Linked DNA regions of Mus musculus: region 1 is linked to region 2. A link is a contact called in public HiChIP or PLAC-seq data. All regions are on one chromosome and are shown on one strand. Each heading gives the region's core, a stretch centred on a gene start, on an enhancer-like site or on the middle of the called end of the contact. The rest is flanking DNA. Distances are from core to core; before and after follow the strand shown. Region 1 overlaps Evc2 (EvC ciliary complex subunit 2). Region 2 holds the start of Stx18 (syntaxin 18).

Region 1 (3,987 bases), core at 514-3,013, 670 kb after region 2:
CAGCGAGCCAGCAGCTTGTCACGACTCCAAATACAGTCCAAGCCACAGGGTGCGCTCTCAGCATCTTTTCTCCTGGACCATCTTTCACCAAGTATTTCCATGCAGAGAGCTCAGCCTGTGCTCCCTTTCCAGGCACCAAGCTACTCTGTAAGAAGAAATAATCACTCACAGACTACATTCATCCCGAAGCATCGGGGTAGGAGGAGAGGGGGAGGGGTAATCCATGAGCAGAGCAGAAAACATTCGCCTTCAAAGAACTTCCTGCTTAAGAAGATAAGACAGAATGCAATGATACAATATTTCTCTGTGTCTGTCTGTCTCTCTCTGTCTCTCTCTGTCTCTCTGTCTCTCTGTCTGACTCTGTGCCTCTGTCTGTCTGTCTGTCTGTCTGTCTGTCTGTCTTCTGTCCCTGTCCCTCCCCTCCTGCATGTATAGTCACTTCTAGCTGCAAGGGATGCTATGAAGAGAAGTAGTTTGGGTACACAGGATGGATATGCTACCACTGCAGAGGAAGTTTCCCTAGTTCTGTTTGACTCCCCAATCCACTGTGCCATGCAGCCGATACTTTGACCTACTCTGTCTGACTCTTGGATACCCACACCCCATCCCACATGCAATATGTGCTGCTACCATCGTTCAGCTTAATGGTTTTTCTCTCATTCCTGGGCCAGGCGTGATACTGCATTCCTGGACTCCCTGCACTGGAGTGGAGGCAGGAGGATCAATAGTTCACATTCATTTCTGGTCACATAGCAAATTCTGAGGCTAGCTTGAGTTACATGAAACCCAGTCTCCAAGAAGAGGATAGAAGGGGAAGGAGCCTTGAGTCCCCACTTCAAGACATTTGTACTCCGCCCATGTATGCAGTACAAAGACAAACCCCGTATCCAGGCAGTGCCCACTACTATGCTGAGCACCAAACAGGACCACACAGGGTCTGCTAAAATACTGTCAATTAATTACTTTTAAAAAGTGTTCTAAGCATCTTAGAACCACAGGTCTTGCTTTTGCAGAATGCTTGAAAGAAAAATAAAAGACGGGCATTGTAAAAAAAAAATAATGATAACCATATGGTTAACACATAAAAAAACTACTCAATATGTGTATTTACAACTCCAGCACAACAAATGTTCCCTACACATCTGCCACACACAAAACAACCTCCAGACAGCACAGGAGCTGCAGCGAGAGCTCAGAGCTCAGTTAGGGAAAGAAACACAGCTCTCTGAACTCCTTATGCTCTGTCTTAGCAGCGTCTGCACTCGGGATTTCTAAGAGACCATTCCTCAGCAGCATAGTGAATCTGTAAGCACTCTAGCCTGGGTGCGAGCCCATTACCACCCACACGACCTCAGGCAAACCACTGGAGCCTGTCTGAATGGCAGCTCACTGGTCTGAAAATTGAGCAGAAGTGAGAATTTCATACGATGCCAGATGTTTGGCGTGACCAGGTTTTCAGTCTGGATGGCACTAAATTACTGGAAGCGCGCACACACATCATGTTTCTAGAACCTTCTGTGATCAGCCAAGCTATCCAGTTTCTCCTTCCTCATAGCAGGTTCCAGCATGCATTGGGACCAAGCCCACTTCCACTGTGACTCCAATCAGGGAACCTGATAAAGACCAAAGGATAAAAGCAGTTCTCCAACCTTCTTTGTAAGAGGCAGCCTGTGAATAAATGACCCATAGCTGAACATGCAAGCAAGCCCAGGGCATGCTCTGTCAGGAGTGTGCCAGCAGAGGGGAAACAGGCACAGTGCCTCCTAGCCTTGGAAATGTGGCAACAATCAAGCTGCTTGCCTGCCTGCCTGCAGGGTGAGAATCCCAGCTAAACCTCCAGTGAGAATTGCAGGCAGGATAAATGACTTACTAGAGAAAAGGGCTATTTTTAGTAAGGAGCCCATGAGAGACTGATTTCCATGCAAACTAAGCCCCTGACATTTCCTTTGTGGGAGCTCCAAAACCTTAGTGGAGGTCAACACAGAAAGATAAAAGGTAACTGACAAGTGGAGGAGAAGGGAGATAGAGAGGGAAGAAGGAAAGGAAAGAGGAAAAGAGGGGGTAGGGAGGGAAGGGGAGAGAGGGAGAGGGGAGAGGGAAGGGGAGAGAGGGAGAGGGAGAGAGGTAAGGAGTGAGGAAGGAAAAGGAAAGTAGACAAGTAGGCAGGCAGACAGACAGGCAGACAGGCAGGCAGGCTGACTGACTGACTGACTGACTGACTGACTGACTGACTGACTAAGTACTCAAACCAGTGTCCAACCACTGAGGCTGAAACACAGTTAAATCAATAAATTTTAAGACTGAACTGTGGTGAGGAGGTGGAGAGATGGCTCGGTGGTTAAAGTCATGCCTAGTCTTCTAGAGGACTTGTGTCTGTTCCCCAGCTCCCACACAGCAGCTCCACCCTTCTGTAACTCCAGTCCCATGAGATCCAACATCTTCTTCTGGCCTCTGTGGACAACACACACACACAAACACACATATTCTGCTCAGACATACTCACAGGCAGAACACCCATAATAAAAAAGTCATTTTAAAAGACCGAGCTGGGGGAGGAGGGTGAGGCGCTGAGAGGAGGAGGGATGAACTTCATTCTTGCACTGAGTGCTCACAGTTCGTGCTTGCTGATCAATGTGCTGATCAATGCTCTTCTGACAAAATAAGATCAGCAACCAAGAAGGTACAAAGAAGAGGTTCCAGGGTCCCAGAGGAACTAATAATACCAATACTCTGGCATCCAAGTAAGCCAGCTGCAACACCGCGGAGAGTTTCCTGTGATGGGGAAGGAGGAGGCTGAGCTTCTGAGACCCTTCACATCTTGAATCAGAAGCCAAGCCGGAGAGTAGACATGTTCCTGCTAAAGAGGACTACTTCACCGGGGCAGAAGCATGCAGCATCCTGCCTGTGTAAATTAAACACCCAGCTGTCAGTTACCCAAGTCAGATGGTTCCAGCCAACTCTTCATTTTCACGCTGAGGAGGAGGTGAACACCTGACTTTTAGCTAGGAAATGCTTTGATAATTGCTTGGGTTTGTATCACAATATATGAGATGGTGTTTTTGGTTCCTGGCAGGAGTTTTGCATCCCAGTTGCCCACCCATGTCTGCCTTCCTAAGACAGGGTGGCAAATTTTAATTGCCATCGTTGGCATTCCAATCAGAGAACTGAGCAAAAGAAGGGTTTGTGAACAGCTGTCCAAAGCCTAATTACCCAAGCCATGCACACTACCCAAAAATCCAGAAGTGCATGGGGCCCTGGGCCCCATGAGCCACAGGGTGACGTCGGTCCTGTGCACCCAAAGCTCCAGGCCTGGCTGCTCACAGAGCTACTGAACAAGAAAGGAGCAGAGTCCTCACTGTCAAGAACAAGTGGCTTAAAAAGTACCATGAGTCAGACTCAGTGTAGCTTTTGTCCGAAGAGGAATCACAACTGAGCTGCTAGCGATACCCCTAGAAGGGGTACTAACCTTCAAGTCCTCGTGTAAGTGGAAAACAGCACCCCAGCCCAAGTTTTTTCTGAAGACCTGTGAGTTAGTTCACATCCTTTTCATCCAGGGTTTGACAGGATGGAGACAGCACAGTGCAGGTCTTTACCAACAAAAAAGAGTCCCACCCCGAAAACCAAGGTGGGCACCTGGGCTAGCCTCTTTTTCAAACAGCCGTTTCTTCCCTGTTTTCTGTATTGGGTAAACAAACACTTGGCACACTCTTCTGTTAGATTTCACAAATGCTCCTTACACCTTCCCATCCTTATACCTCCCTGTCTTCTTTCTGCCTGAAGTATTCCCTCTCACTCCCCTTGGAAGCTTCTTCCACAGCATCAAGCACAAGTGATAATGTCACTTCCTCCAGGGAGCATTTCCAGGGCTCTGGAAGTACCGCTTTCTTCTGCATCCAGCTGGCCCGATAGAATCAATGCCTAGCAACACTTCCATTCTGACCACCAAGTGATGAATGGATGACCAAGTGAACCCAAAAAGGACACTCC
Region 2 (3,769 bases), core at 716-3,215:
TTTCAAAAAAGATATTTTCTTAATTCATTGGGAATTGCATATGTGTTCGGATCATATTTATCCAGTCCCCCTCTAACTCCTTTCAAATCCACTCTCACCTCTATACCCCCCTACCTTCATGTCCCCATCTCCCCACCACACACCCATTTTTTAAAAGTCCATCAAGTCTAACTGCACTGTCCATGTCCTCCTGACTGTGTGGCCACCCAGGAGCACGGCCAGCACGTGATGCCCTTCCTAGCCTTCTTGGCAATGAAACCAACTACTGTTCTTTTAGAATGGGTTTCTGACATCATTGTCCCATGAAGCCTTTCTCCCAGGTGGGATTAACCACTGTTTCCCTTGTGCCCTACAGAACACCAGCACGGCTCACGGCAGGGCGTTTGTTTATATTTGCATCTCCTCCACCACTGTAACTATAACTCAACAGTGGAACCCTATTACTCTAAAACAGTGCTGGTCAGAAAGTAAGTACTAGGTAGATGTTTACTGTTGGAGGGAGGGGCATTTATCTGGTTCATACAACCTCCTGTGCTTCAACATTATCTGTAAACAGCCATTCATTGACTTGTGCATATATATATGTGTGTGTGTGTGTGTGTGTAATATTTGAGTATTATCTAGTCTGAGGGCCCATGCCTTCAATCTCAGCACTTGGGAGACAGAAGCAGTCACCTTTCTGTAAGATCAAGGCCAGCCTTGTCTACATGGAAAGACCCTGCCTCAAAAAGAGAAATATCAAGCAATGGATTATGTGCCAAGCAGAGGTGAGTTTACTGGAAAACCAATGAAACTTAAAGTTTAGATCCCCCAGATTTGTACCTTTCAATGCTTTGGGCCATTGTGTGTGTGTGTGTGTGTGTGTCTTTAAAAAGACAGGCAGACTGTATATGACCCCCTGGTACTCCAAAAATAACATTTACCCTAGTGTCATAGACACAAAGGGATATAATGCAAACAATCTTTTTTTTTCCTGTTTAGTGGAATCAATAATTGTTCATTCGTTCAACCATTCATTCATTCAAAGAATACTTACTAAGCAATATTGTCAGTAGCACATACAGAAATACTGTCAACATGTTCCTACCCTTATGGAAAAGATTTCTATGTTGGGGACACAGAAGCCGGTTGTGTCCAGAGAACAGGAAGCAGTTTAGAGGACAGTTACAACACTAGTGTTGCTTAAGTGTTGCCGCTCTGAAGGGAAAAGCTTTTACCCTACACTGGTGATGTCCTAAACCAATCTCAGGAGGTACTGAGTCCTACCTATGCCTGGAGGCAAGGATCAAGGAGCGTTCAGCTGAGCGTGGATTTTATTAAACCCTACGAGCAAGAGGAGGTCCAAACAGATTCGTGGAAGGGCGAGGGGAGATAGTGGTGAGCTTTGCGACAGGAAGTGTCAGACTGTGGGAACTCTTGGCGAACTCACTGCCTCAGAAGGTTATAACCTGATTTCAAGGATATCCAAGCACCTCTAACTTACTTCCTTCAGTGCCCAGATATGCGTCCCTTCGTGAGAATAAACCTGTCGCCACCCTGAGCCAGCTGTTAGGTCGGTGAGACAGACTCTCTGTCTTGCTAGAGACTCCCTGTCTTCACCGAGAGCTAAAGAGATAGGCCCAGTTTGGGGTCCAGGGGCCGCGGAGCGTATGCGCCCCTAGCTCCCGCCCGCCGTTCCCATAGCAACCAGCTTACCACTTCACGGGCCCGGCTGGAGAAGTCTCCCTTGGGCCGAGGGCTTCTGCGGAACAGCTCGTCCCGGCTGCCATCGGCCCCGCCACCCACGGCCACTCCCAGAGCCTTATTCCGCGTCTTCACTGTCTTGACGCTAGCCCGGAAGAGCAGTGTGATGTCCACCGCCATAGCGACCCGCAACCCAGGGCCTGAAGCCGGCCAGGCACACGTCAGCAGCTAGCGACCCCGGCAAGAACTCGGTTGCTGAGGGACGTTCCGATTTCGCACTCCTCCGCCTGGGAACTGTGAGCATAGAAGAAAGGTTCCGCACTCCGCCCGTGTAACGCGGAGAGTGGAGAAAGGTTCCGGCTTTAACCCAGAGCCGGAATTCTCCGTTCCAGACAGCTACCCGCAGTGCATCGGCACCCCTTTCTCCTCTCTGCAAAACTCAGCGGGATCAGACGCTCGGAGATTTCCCAGTCTGGACTTCAGGAACGAAAGCATCGGGAAGCTAGAAAGATCGCTCCCCTTATGATTCTTTAGGAGACGGGCGGGCGGTTTGGTTGACAGGTGGGGAGTATCACACTTTTGACTTTTGTCATCAAGGGATCGCCTTGAGTAACAATGAACTATGACCATCTGAGTTGCAGGAGCTAGGAAAGGGTACGTGTACAGAGGTAGGGGCCAGAGACCTTTTTTCTTCAACCTTCAGCCAGTTCGGTAAAGTGAAGCCAGCGCCTTTCTTGGAATGCACAGAGAATTAAACAGAATGTGTGTATAAAACGTCCTCGTGCTGTTTAACTCTTAGTATACAGCTAGTAGATGTTGCCGTTGTTGATAATATGGTTGTCCTCAGTCGTTTTGTTTTGTTTTGTTTTGTTTTGTTTTGTTTTTCGAGACAGGGTTTCTCTGTGTAGCCTTGACTGTCCTGGAGCTCACTCAGTATACCAGGCTGGCCTCAAACTCAGAAATCCGCCTTCCCCTGCCTCCCAAGTGCTGGGATTAAAGGCACGCGCCACCATGCCCTCAGTCTTCTTACTTATAATGTAGAAGAGGCTTAGAGCAGAGATCCCTGAGCGGGGATGTGGAGAGCAGGAACTTATCAGAGCCAGACGAAAGTGAAGCATTCTGAACTTCATGATATCATGTTAGGTTCCTCCTCAATAAGCACTTTTGAAAAGCGCTCTCTTGAATCATAGTTATCAAAGAGAAAGAATGAAATGGAGAACAGAGTTACGTAATTTGACTAAAGTCAGCTAGTAAAATTTTTCTGAGCACTTGGTTCATGGTTCATTTTATTTTTGTGTGCACCTTTCATTAAAAATACAATTATGCCACTTTCTCTCCTTCCCTTTTCTCCCTCCAGCCTCCTCAAGTCCTCTCCCTCCAATTTCTTCCATGTCTCCCAACTCAATCTCAAGTTGATAGCTTCTTCTTCTTTAATTATTATTGTTGCATATATGTGTAAGTATCCATGGATATGCCAGCACAATCTGCTGAAACTGTTGTTATTGTGTATGTGTCTATGGCTTCAGGGATAATCACGTTGTATTGGACAACCAATTAGAGGGTTCTTCCATGGGATAGGCTAACTTCCCTCTCTCAGCAGCCATAGTTGCCTGTAGTTTCTTGTCCAGGAGTGTGACCCCCATGGTTTAGTTTTAGTTCAATATCAATTTCTCTGGGTTTTGTTTTCCTTATAAAAGGAAGCACACTAAGATGTGTGCTAAAATTAGGCTTTTAACAGTCATCAAGATGAAAAGCTAGTTTCATAATAATCCTAGGATCACATTTGCCTTTACACTTGCATGTTCTAATCAGCTGTATGGTTGAGTTTTCCAAGAGACACTGATCTTACAATAAGCTAATTGCAGAGCAGCTGTCTTCCATTAAGCCAGACTTAAAAGAGAATTGCAAAGATGCAAGTGCCAGTTCTTCTTACCGAGTCTTTTATTGTTTTGAAAACTATTTTCCCTATGAAGATGTTTATGTTAATATTTAATAGATGTACTCTGATTACTTTAGGCAGATAAATATTTCTAAGCTTCTCATTTTATTTCTAATATAGTAACTATCAATAGATAAAATCCAAGCA

What was found. HiChIP or PLAC-seq counts read pairs in DNA pulled down with a chosen protein or histone mark.
Region 1: a contact with region 2 is called in an H3K4me3 HiChIP or PLAC-seq map of embryonic stem cells, with 6 times the contacts expected there. The contact joins the enhancer-like site here to the promoter of Stx18 in region 2. A contact is called at or near these places in 5 of 39 promoter capture datasets (the 3T3-L1 cell line, cranial neural crest, embryonic stem cells and 2 more) and 2 of 115 datasets of contacts at active chromatin or transcription factors (astrocytes and embryonic stem cells).

The regions. Positions count from the first base shown.
Region 1 is chr5:37,363,712-37,367,698 of GRCm38.p6, reverse strand. The region is part of intron 7 of Evc2 (EvC ciliary complex subunit 2); the gene reads right to left. Among named protein-coding and RNA genes, the nearest start is that of Evc2, 27 kb to the right of the region's middle. Within about 2 kb of position 1,763, at least 23 of the 459 cell types and tissues checked have an H3K27ac peak or open chromatin away from gene starts, as enhancers often do. A contact at or near this core is called in astrocytes, where this site is marked.
Region 2 is chr5:38,037,426-38,041,194 of GRCm38.p6, reverse strand. Stx18 (syntaxin 18) reads right to left here and starts at 1,965. Exons shown (of 11, transcript NM_026959.3): 1 at 1,696-1,965. The coding sequence starts at 1,863.